Regions from separate parts of the Gasterosteus aculeatus genome. Here region 1 is linked to region 2. A link is a contact called in public Hi-C data. All regions are on one chromosome and are shown on one strand. The core of a region is the stretch at or near the end of the contact, and the rest is flanking DNA. Distances in the headings are between cores, read along the strand shown. Region 1 overlaps uacab (uveal autoantigen with coiled-coil domains and ankyrin repeats b). Region 2 holds the start of rxfp3.3a1 (relaxin family peptide receptor 3.3a1).

Region 1 (5,509 bases), core at 1,485-3,984, 46 kb after region 2:
AAACATGACCAAGATGCTTCCTGGTTAAGGCAGTATATCATGTCATGTTTCTATTGTCGCTGCAATGATGCAGTGGTCATGTGTTGGGTGCTGCTGATTTAACCTTAATGTCACATCCTCCAAAAGGTTATGATGAACAGTGTTGTTTCCCGTGCTGGAAATAGAAATGTATTCCAAGTCCCGTTTAGTAATTACTATTTGTTGTTCTGTGTATTCCAGGGGGATTACTCTGGACAGTCCGTTATCAAAGGCAAGCGTCATCTCTCGAGATTATGGAATCAAACGATTCTTAATGATGTCAACAGTCACTAATTCGGAGCTTCACGTTGTTGCACTTTGTTTTTCTTGCAGGTAAAGAAAACAATCTGGTCAAACAAGCTCACAGCCTGGACTCTGATCAGGTACATTTATATCTTATTCGTCTGAAGTACGGGGTTGGTAGTTTGCATTTGAGCAGTTTGAGGTAACAAAGGTGGCCTGAGTAGGACCTGTATACAAATCAAACCCTTTGTCCAGTATTCAGATCTTGTCTTTTTTTTCTTGCAAATGAGAGATTTTATTTCAAAGAAAATAAAATGTAGGAACCGTATTTGCGAATGAAGCACTAAGCAATTAAAACGTTCCATATTCTCAAATAAAGTACATATGAAAATGAATGTCAATTCAAATAAAATACAATTTCCCCACATTCTGCAGGTGCTCCAGAATCTTGCCTTGTCGCACTCGTTGTCCAGACCTTCAGAGAAGAACCATCCCTCTGTGGGCTGGCACATCTCCGCGGAGCTGGATGCCCTCCAACGAGAACTCGAGGCGGTCAAGAGAAGACAACAGGCGGCGGACGAGGAGACGGCGCAGCTTCAGTCGGCCCTGAACCGCAAGACCCGAGAGTGCCAGGAGCTGGTCCTCAGCCGAGACACCATCCAGAAACAGGCCGACCAGCAGATTCAAGGTCTGGAGGACGCCTTGGGGGACGTCCAGAAGAGGATGCTGGATTCCGAGTGTAAGGTGAAACAGCTGCAGGCCCACGTGGTCGCCGTTAAGGAACACCTCGGGGGCCAGGCGACGGAGGAGCTGCGCGCTCAGCTCCAGGACGTCAAGGCCAAGTACGAAGGAGCGTCGGCCGAAGTGTGCCGCGTTCGCAACCGCCTCAAACAGAGCGAGAAGGCCCTGGAGGAGTACAAGAGCAGCGAGAACCAGCTGGCCACGGAGGCCGAGAAGCTGAACCAGGAGCTGGCGGCCGTGACCGCCGACCGAGACGACCTAGCGATTGTTGTCGTAGAAATGGAAGCCCACCTGAAGGAGACCCAGAGCAAATGCGGCAACACGGTGCCGGCTGAGAAGTTCGACAACATGAAAAACCTGCTGAGCAACGCGGTCGACGAGAAGGAGCGGCAGATCGCCGAGCTGAGGGAAGACTACGACCGCGTGCTGGAGGAGGTGGCCGAGCTCAACCGCAAGCTGGACGGCCCGTCCTCCCGCGGCGCGGCGGGCGCCGTGCAGGCGGCGCTCGAGCAGCAGAACGCTTCTCTGAAAAGGAGGCTGTCGGACGTGACGGCCAAAAGCCAGGCGCTGATTCAGGAAGTGGAGGAGAGCGAGGAGGAGAGAGAGATGCTGCGAGAGCAGCTGGACGAACTCAACAGCAGGATCCAGATGGACTACGTTCCCGTGAACGCGCACGACGAAGCCCGGAGGAACATGGCGTCGGCGTTGGAGGAGCTGGAGGACAAGCTGGTGGAAGCTGGCGAACGTTGCGGAAAAGCGGAGGCGCAGGTCCAGCAGCTTCAGTCGGAGAGGCCGGCGCTGCAGGCGAACATCGGCAGCCTCCGAAGCGCCAGCGAGAGGCACCTCGGCGAGGTGGACGCTCTGAGGTCTCAGAACGCCGACCTGACGAAGAAGCTAGAACTTTTGCAGAGGAAATGCGAGGACGGGGATAGGGAGTGTGCGCGGCTGACCACGCAGAGCCAGACTCTGCAGCGGAGCTTGGAAGGAGAGTACGTTCCCAGACGGCAGCACGAGCAAGTGAAGATGGAGTTAGAGAGCGCCGAGGCCGAGAGGTTGAAGTTGGAGACCAAGGGTGAAGAAAGTGGGGAAGAACTCAAGAATGTGAAAGAAAGACACGAAAAGTTAAAGGAGAAGTTTGAGAAAGTCCAGTTGGAGATGAGACGAGACTATGTGAGCGTGGAGGAGCACAAAGCTGTCACAGACAAGTTGAACGCCGCCGTGGTGGAGGCGGAGAAACTGGCGAGCGACGCGTCGGCAAGTTACGCAGCGGCTCAGCAGGAAACGGCCAAGCTTACTCAAGAACTGGAAGCTCAGAGGAAAGAGCTTGACACCATTCAGGAGGCGATTCAGTCCAGGTTTATTCCACTGACAACAGCCGAGGAGAAAGAACACTCCCACAGCGCTCAGGTGAAGGACCTGAGCGTCCAGCTGCAGGAGATGGAAGAGAAGTATAACAGAGAAACGTCTGCGAGGGAGGAGTTGGAACAGGAGAAGGAGAAACTCGAGGTCCACGTCGAATCTCTCCAACAGAGGCTGGACGCCGCTGTGGCTACCAGTGAAAAGCACCGCAACGTGGGGGAGGAGCTCAAGGATAAGCTGGAGGCATTAACTCAGAAGTTGGTGAATCTGGAGCGGCAGCACGGCGAGGCCGCGCTTCAGAAGGAAGAGCTTCGAGAGCAGAAAGCCCTCGGCGACGCTCAGATCCAGAACCTCCAGGAGCGTCTGAAATCGGAGTTGACCCGAATTGCGACGTACGACACCGAGCTGAAGGCGCTGCACGACGCCGCGCGGCAAGCCCAGGCCGATTGCCAGAAGGCGAGGGAGGCTCAGCAGGAGGAGGCCCAGAGGGCGAGCGTCTTGCAGAGAGATGTGCAGGAGCGCCGCGGGGATCAGGCCGCTCTGCTGCGGCAGCACGCCGAGGCCCAGGAGGCCCTGGAGGCCGAGGTCGCTAAGCTCCGCCTGGCTCTCCGCGAAGAGGAGGAGAACGGCGCCCAGAGGGCCGAGGACGTGTCCGCGCTGCAATCAGAGCTCCTTCAGGCCACGCAGACTCTCGAGGAAATCAACTACAAAGAAGACCAAATGAACCAGCTGAAGACGGAGAAGCTGCGGCTGGAGGAGGAGGCCGCCAACCTGAGCAGCAGGCTCCTGAGCGCCACGGACGAGAGCGAAGAGGCCCGCCGGGAGGCGGCGAGGGCGCGGGAGGGGGAGAGCAGAGCGCGGACGGAGATGGAGGCGGTCCAAGAGAAGAGCCGCGCCATCGAGAGGGAAATTGGGGAGCTGAAGGAGAGATACGACGAGTCGCTCGCCACCATCCGTGATCTCCAGAGGGGGATTCAGAAGTCCGCTCAGCAGACTGAGGCCAAAGACAAAAAGGTGACAAGAAATGAGAATTTCTTTTTTTATTCATTTGACTTTATTTGCTGCTGCAGGCAGTGTGTGTTTGTGTGTGTTTGCCTTTTAGCTAAATTTCATTTAGTGTGTCTGGGGGGGGGGACGGGACATCTGCAATATATAAGACCTGTTTCTAGAGATGACATTCTTCAGGTCTGTTATAAGGTCTGTTAATAAACGTGTGTTTTGTGTGTCTCTCAGATCACGGAGTTGCTGACAGATGTTGAGCGGTTGAAGCAGGCACTAAACGGTCTGTCCCAGCTGGCGTACACAAGCAACGCGCCCAACAAGAGACAGACGCAGCACATCGACACACTCCACGGCCAGATCAAGAGCCTTCAGCAGCAGCTGGCTGTGAGTGGACACACGGAGAATGGCATTCACGTCTGCCGTTTCTGCTTTATTTAGTGTTTTTGTTCACGACTTCATTTAAATACCATTTGCACTGTTAGTTCTGCAATCCATGCGTTATGTGGTTGGGTATTTTTGTTAATAATAGGGCTTCAGAATTCATTCATTCAACCCTTATTTAACCAAGAAATGATTTGATGGGTCGACGTGGCGCAGGAGTAGAGAGGGTGCGCCGGGAACAGCAGGGTTGGTGGTTCGAGCCCCAGCTGCTCCCTGTCCCATGTTGAAGTGTCCCTGAGCAAGACACCTAACCCCTAATTGCTCCCTGGGCAAAAAAGCCATGGGTTAAAAATGCAATGTAAGTCGCTTTGGATAAACGCGTCAGCTAAATGACATGTAATGTAATGATGGAGAGACCTAATTCACAATATAGTGCAGTAAAACAAGAGGAACAAAGTAACACAAATGAGAAATTTTATAACAAATAATAATAATATTTAAGGCAAATTAATCAATCAAAACCAGAATAACAGCGAGTGAAACAGTATTGAATTAACGGTTAAAGTGAGGTGACCTTTGGATTGTTCTGCATGTGATCATGGTGATTCAAGCATGTTTACCTCCTTTACCTGATCAATAGAGATTAAAAATAAGTTAGCGTCTCCATTGCTGTATTCAAACCCAGCCAATAAACGTCATGACAAAAAAATACTATACTGTAGAAAGAAATGCGTGCTGTCCTCATCGTAACATTCAGGTGGACATAAGTACAAGATGTAATAACGACTGTGCTTTTCTCCTCTGTTCCACAAGGATGCTGAGAGGCAACACAGAGACGTGGTTTCCATCTATCGGACTCATCTTCTCAGTGCAGCACAGGTACGTTTCACTCTCTACCGTCTAGCGAGGAGGACGGTCTAGTTCGTTTGTTCACACATGTTAGTTTGTATGACACACTGGCAGAGCACATTAAATGTACGACCTGGAGAAGACCAATGAAAGGCGTTATGGGATCTATCGAGTCATGACTTCACTTTGGTACAAGCAGAGATTTCCCCTTGCATGTTTTACACTACGGCAAAATGCGCCACAGTCAGCCGTTGGTTTGGTAACGACTAGTGCATGAAAACAAGAACGCCTGAATGATGCAAACACATCAAGGTGCGAGTGCAGAATTATAGTTGGGAACAAAGCTTTGAGACGCTGTGGGTGGATGAACTACAGCTCATTACTGACTGTGTCTCCCTCGCAGGGCCACATGGACGAGGACGTGCAGGCGGCTCTGCTGCAGATCATCCGCATGAGACAAGAGTTTGTGTGTTGAAAGCTTCCTGCGACAAAACAAAATGCTGCCTGCTGACCCAGATTCACCGTTTTCACACCTCCCACTGCTGAGTTCACCTGCTGTGGCCCCTGTGGGTGCCCTGTGCGCGTGTGTGTTTGTGTGCGTGTGTGTGTCTGTATGTGTCATTGGGCAAAATTTCCGAAACAGGCTTTTTTTGTAGTAGTAGTGTGGCTGCACTTTAGCTCCCACATATCAATGTTGTGGGTAAAAGTGAAGAACCGTCGATTAAGATACAGACGATTTCAATTTGCATAGATTTCACTTTACTTAAAGTTTATTGTCAGTTTTGTACCTGTGAAATAGGGGTGTCTTTTCACAGTCAACTCCACCAGTTGCCAAGTGTTTCTCTTTTTTTGTTTTTAAGTAGGCAGAAGGGAAATCTAATTCTAAGAATCACCGATCCTGCTTTTAATGTCAAAG
Region 2 (5,149 bases), core at 317-2,816:
AGGTCACCGGGGGCGTATGTGATTAGTTAACGCTTAATAGATTCTATTAATGAACTCAAAGTTACTTCACTTATTCATTTATCTGAATAATCTCTGGTATTGTTGTCAGGTCATTGAGGTCAGTTGCTTCCCCACTTAAATATCTCCATTAAAGGGACACTTATGTACAGACCTCCTCGTTCCCAGAGGATGAAACACAACTTACTGTGCAGATCCTGACATCGTTTCACATACTGTACTGAGCTGTACTGATTGGCACACGTCAACATGCTGCTGAACATTGTACCTGGTGAACATCTGCACGTTAGCATCGATCATCCTATTCCGACATGACGTAACTTTTAAGCTCATCACCTGAATGTCCGTCATGCGTGAACTCATCCCATAATTCACCACACACCCTGGTTTGTTTCACGCATCAAATCACGGTGAGCCTGTGTGTTTGTACCTTCGTATTATGAAGAGTTACCCAGACGTTCTACACTGAAGATGAATCGCCAGTGTGTGAAGGCGTGACAATGAATGCATGAATCTGACCACGACTTCATTTATCTCAAACTTCCACACGCTGGGCTCTGCATGGGCTTACCGACTGGACTCAAAGCTCCATCCTGTGGTGCACACTCGCCAGATGTCTGAGGGAGGAACTGTCATTATTATGCTGGGGGGGGGGGTGTTAATTTTTTGGTGAAGTAACAGATTGCATGCAGGGATGGACAAGCGAGATGCTGCTGCCTGGAGTCCCACATGTGTGCGCAGTACCTGCAGAGCGTTTTTTTTGGGCAGCAGCTTACGTGTTTGTCACGACGTCTCGCCGTGGTCAAAAGGGAAAACGTCCAGCGTGTGTGTTTTGTGTCCGTATGAAAACCCGAGAGTTGGGATCCAAACGTGGGTGCCTGATGTCCGTTTGTATGCTTTTTGTGTGTCAATTCAGAGCAAGAGAATAAATTAATTTATATATTTTTTAGAAAATAACAGCTGTACTATTATTAAAAAAAAAGGACTGTGGCCAATAAACAAGAGCAAGGATCTACAAGTCGGGCTTAAGTTGATATCTGCACTCACTGCCTTAAAACATTCACAGGTTCTGTTTCACGGGTCCAATCCCAGAAAAATCATAAAAAGGCTTTTGGAGGAGTCAACGAGAGGACGTGTACAGGAGACCCTTGTCAGTTTGTACAAATATACCAAGTGTAAAAAAAAGAAAATATTTATTACCTGCATTGAAGAAATTGTTTACTTATTGAATGTTACTTGTTTATGTAGAGACGTTTAGATGTAATAAAATGCATTATGTTATTTCTTTGTCTTTTCCATTATTTTCAAAGGATTGGGATTTATCCCTTCTGGAGGAAAAGGTTACTGTCAAATTACATTTTTAAACCTCCCGTCTGTTACACTTGGCAGTGAACGCTGGGTGGCGTCAGAGTGACGTTTTCACACAGCGGGACCTGCGCTGCGAGGCCGAAGAACAAATTACGCACGCGTTGTCAACTCCATCCGACGCTTTCCCGTCTGTGGCAAGACCTTTATATAACACAAACGTATTCAATCATTCATGAAGAGGTTTAACTTTTGATTGAAAGTGAAGGAAGGAAGCCGATGAGTGCACTACGTTACGCGCCATCGCGTCAAACCAAATGCCAACCAGAGTGGACGCACCGTCAGATCTGGCAGCAGTGATGTCGGGTGATGGTGCATCTTATAAAAGACACGAGGGGCCAAACCGGCACAGGAAGGTGGGGGTGTTCGTGTCACTCCAACATCCAGCTCTACTTGGACAGAAATGTTTGATCCATCCGAAGTATAGGCAGCGTGGAGAGTCCCCGAGCCGCTGACATCATGGATGAGGAGAATGGGAGCGTCTGTTGGAACAGTTCACTGGTCGAGGTCGACTGTTTCGGCAGCCTGGAGGACATCGACGTGACAGCCGACGGCAGCCCGATTCTGAGGCTCCTCATCTGCAGTGTTTATTCGGTCGTGTGCGCCGCGGGTCTGGTGGGCAACGTGCTGGTCCTCTTCTTCATCAGGGTCAAACAGGAGAGGAAGACGTCCACGGTGAACTTCTTCGTGCTCAACTTGGCCGTGACGGACCTGCAGTTCGTGCTCACTCTGCCCTTCTGGGCCGTGGACACCGTGCTGGACTTCAGCTGGCCGTTTGGAGACGCCATGTGCAGAATCATCCTGTCGGTCACCGTGATGAACATGTACGCCAGCGTGTTTTTTCTCACCGCCATGAGCGTGACCCGCTACTGGTCGGTCTCCTCGGCCCTGAAAAACCGAACCGCGCAGAGGTCCTGTTCCGCCAGGTGGACGTGCGCAATCATTTGGACACTGGCGACTTTGGCGACTGCGCCGACGTCAATTTTCTCAACTCTCAGTAACGTAACTGGGGAAAATCTCTGTTTGCTGAGGTTCCCCGGTGGGCAGTACTGGTTGGCCGTTTATCACATACAGAAAATACTCGTGGGTTTTGTCTTGCCGATGACCATCGTGTCCGTCAGCTACATCCTGCTGCTGCGTTTCATCAACAGCCGGAGTATGAAAACCAGCAACACCAAACGCAGATCCAAAGTGACCAGATCCGTCACCATCCTCGTGTTGTCCTTCTTCCTGTGCTGGATGCCGAACCACGCCATCACCCTGTGGAGTGTACTGGTCAAACTGAACGTCGCACACTGGGACAGAGCGTATTACATTGTCCACACCTACGTGTTCCCTCTGACCGTCTGTCTGGCTCACACCAACAGCTGCCTGAACCCCATCATTTACTGCCTGATGAGGAAGGAGTTCAGGAATAAACTGAGGGGTCTGATGCACAGAGGGTGATGTTTTATGGAGCTTTGTGATGTGTTTAACCAAGAGTGACCAAGACGCACCGGGTGCGCACGGTGAGCGAGGCACGGAGGGAGGAGGAGGAGGTTTTCAGAGAGTACAATGAGAAGAAGCAACATTACGTATGCCAGGATACTTCATTCTGATTATAGAATAATGTAATTTCAGTGTGCGCTTCTTGTTTTTAAAGCCCTGCTACTGTAGCTTCCTTTGATGTGCATATATATACACCTTCTTCGCTGGTTCTTGGGCTTTACGCATAGCGCATTTATGGCCGTGGCAGTGCCGGATAAATTTACACTACAAGTGGCGTGTTTCTAGTGAGTCCTTTGACGTGTGTGCGCATTTGAGAATGGTGATTAATTACCAATAGCTTGCATTGTAAGCTGAACAGGTGTAGCCGCGCTTTTCTACATCCATCTGTGACTGTCTTATATGAAAACATGTGACCCACCAAAGCACCATCACGCATACTCACGACTCCCCAGAGAGCCTCCTGAGGCTCAGACAAAAAGCTCCTCTGGGATGAGTTTAGCGCAATCGCAATTTCTTCTTCTTAGCTTTTCTTCAAGGGATTTGAACTTGCATTCTTCCTACTGACCAGCAGGGGGCGGTTCCTCTTGCGCAGATTTTACTGAGAAAATAAATCAATGAGGAAAATCATGCTAATTCTCTACAATGGCAGCTGGTTTTTCAGCAAAGATCCCAAGTTGATTTAATGCAAAACAATTCAGTAGGCAATTCAGTATAGTATAAAAATTCAGTATAGTATAAAATATACATAGAATAATAACCGGTGCAATATAATATGTCTTGTCCATATGTCCGTCGTCTCGTCTGCTTGAAGGTGATGAAGTCCGTCCTTCACTTCCTTCACTTCCTTCAAAATGGCATCCTCCTTGACCACAGCGTGCAAACTTGGGGCAAAACCAATGTTCCAATGAGTCCATTTAAGGACGCTGATTGGCTAAATTGTATGTAGATGTCATATTTTACAAATATTCATATGTTCCATAGTTCGAAAATTGACGTTTGTTATAATTTAATATATTTTTGTTTCTTTTCTTATTTTTGGGGCTCAAGGAGAGGCGCTCCATTGCCCTCCATTGGCCAGCGGTCTCTGCTTCTCGCTATTAACATGAATAGGAGTTCATTTCTCAATTGCATTTTCTCAAGCCTTCTCGAATTCAGCGTGTAGTTGATTTCGTAAAGGGTCCCACTTAAATGTTAAATGAAAGCTTGTCACCAGTGGCGTCTCTACCACAGGGCGCTCCAGATACTGAATGCTTGCTGCCATTGACTTCAACAAACAAATCCCAAGATGGCAATGATTAAACCGGAGTCTCCATAACCGCCGCCCACCAACCAATGCGTCGTGTAACGGCCGCTGTCTCCCCCGTTGGTCTGTGGACTCACGTTTTGAAGCCTGAATTTGGGATTTTCTGAAATTGCCATCTTGGTGTTTGCAACCAACGCGAGGGTTGAGTACAACGGAACGCTGAATAACCAAACGGGTCATTGTAATAAGTTATTAGCTCAACAACAGAATGTTTAAAAAATGATTTCTGTAAAATAACGTGTGATAATAAAAATGTACCCAAGTGAACTCACGCGGCTTAGTTTCCCTCTCTAATAACAAGTGGAGTCCATTGCATGGTTTTAACTTGTAAGTCTAATCACAAAGTTTCTCCCTGAACTGCAGATTGAAGTTTGTGGAGGAGATACTCAGCCATCATCATCATCATCATCATCATCACACACACACACACAGCGTGCAGCACAAACAGACTCTGATTGGCTTCCTGCTCAACATCAGGAGCTCTTCACTATCACTCATCACTCGACACACTGAGCGGATCGGTGAGACGCACAGACACAACACATTTTCATAACAGAGAGCTCGCCTCACAGGACGGGCCCCGGCTGCCGAATACAATTGAACCAAATGTCGGCACTACGTTGATTGATAAGTGAGCCACTTATAGTAGGAAGAACCATTCAGAGGGACGTTCAGTTTTCCATTTTTTCGTAATTATTGGACAAGTTGCTGCTGATGCTGTTCATATTTTATAACTCGTTAAAACAAACACAGTGCATGAATCGGTATGTTTCTCGAGATAAAGATATAAAAAGAAGAAATTTGAAGGAAAATTGGTTTGTTTACTTATATGAGAGTAAGGGGGAAATGATCCAATACTGGTGTATGAGCTGAACAACGTTCGTCTCACGTGTCTCAGCAGGATGCAAAGGCAGAAGGAGCAGAGGGACGGTGTGTGTACCGTTCAGAAGATTGTACCATCAGTATTCCGGGACA

The links. A called contact is a pair of places that touch in the nucleus more often than the background predicts.
Region 1: a Hi-C map of skeletal muscle shows a contact between it and region 2, with 3 times the contacts expected there. The contact joins the enhancer-like site here to the promoter of rxfp3.3a1 in region 2. A contact is called at or near these places in 2 of 6 Hi-C or Micro-C datasets (both in skeletal muscle).

What each region holds. Positions count from the first base shown.
Region 1 is chr12:20,384,092-20,389,600 of fGasAcu3.hap1.1, forward strand. uacab (uveal autoantigen with coiled-coil domains and ankyrin repeats b) reads left to right here. Exons shown (of 19, transcript XM_078085637.1): 14 at 220-256; 15 at 358-401; 16 at 697-3,375; 17 at 3,595-3,747; 18 at 4,558-4,623; 19 at 4,997-5,509. The coding sequence ends at 5,068. Among protein-coding and RNA genes, the nearest start is that of uacab, 27 kb to the left of the region's middle. Within about 2 kb of position 2,735, at least 1 of the 9 cell types and tissues checked has open chromatin away from gene starts, as enhancers often do.
Region 2 is chr12:20,339,662-20,344,810 of fGasAcu3.hap1.1, forward strand. It overlaps rxfp3.3a1 (relaxin family peptide receptor 3.3a1), which reads left to right and starts at 1,567. Exons shown (of 1, transcript XM_040168763.2): 1 at 1,567-4,438. The coding sequence starts at 1,843. The coding sequence ends at 2,829. LOC120812541 (E3 SUMO-protein ligase PIAS1) reads left to right here. Exons shown (of 13, transcript XM_040168655.2): 13 at 1-1,299.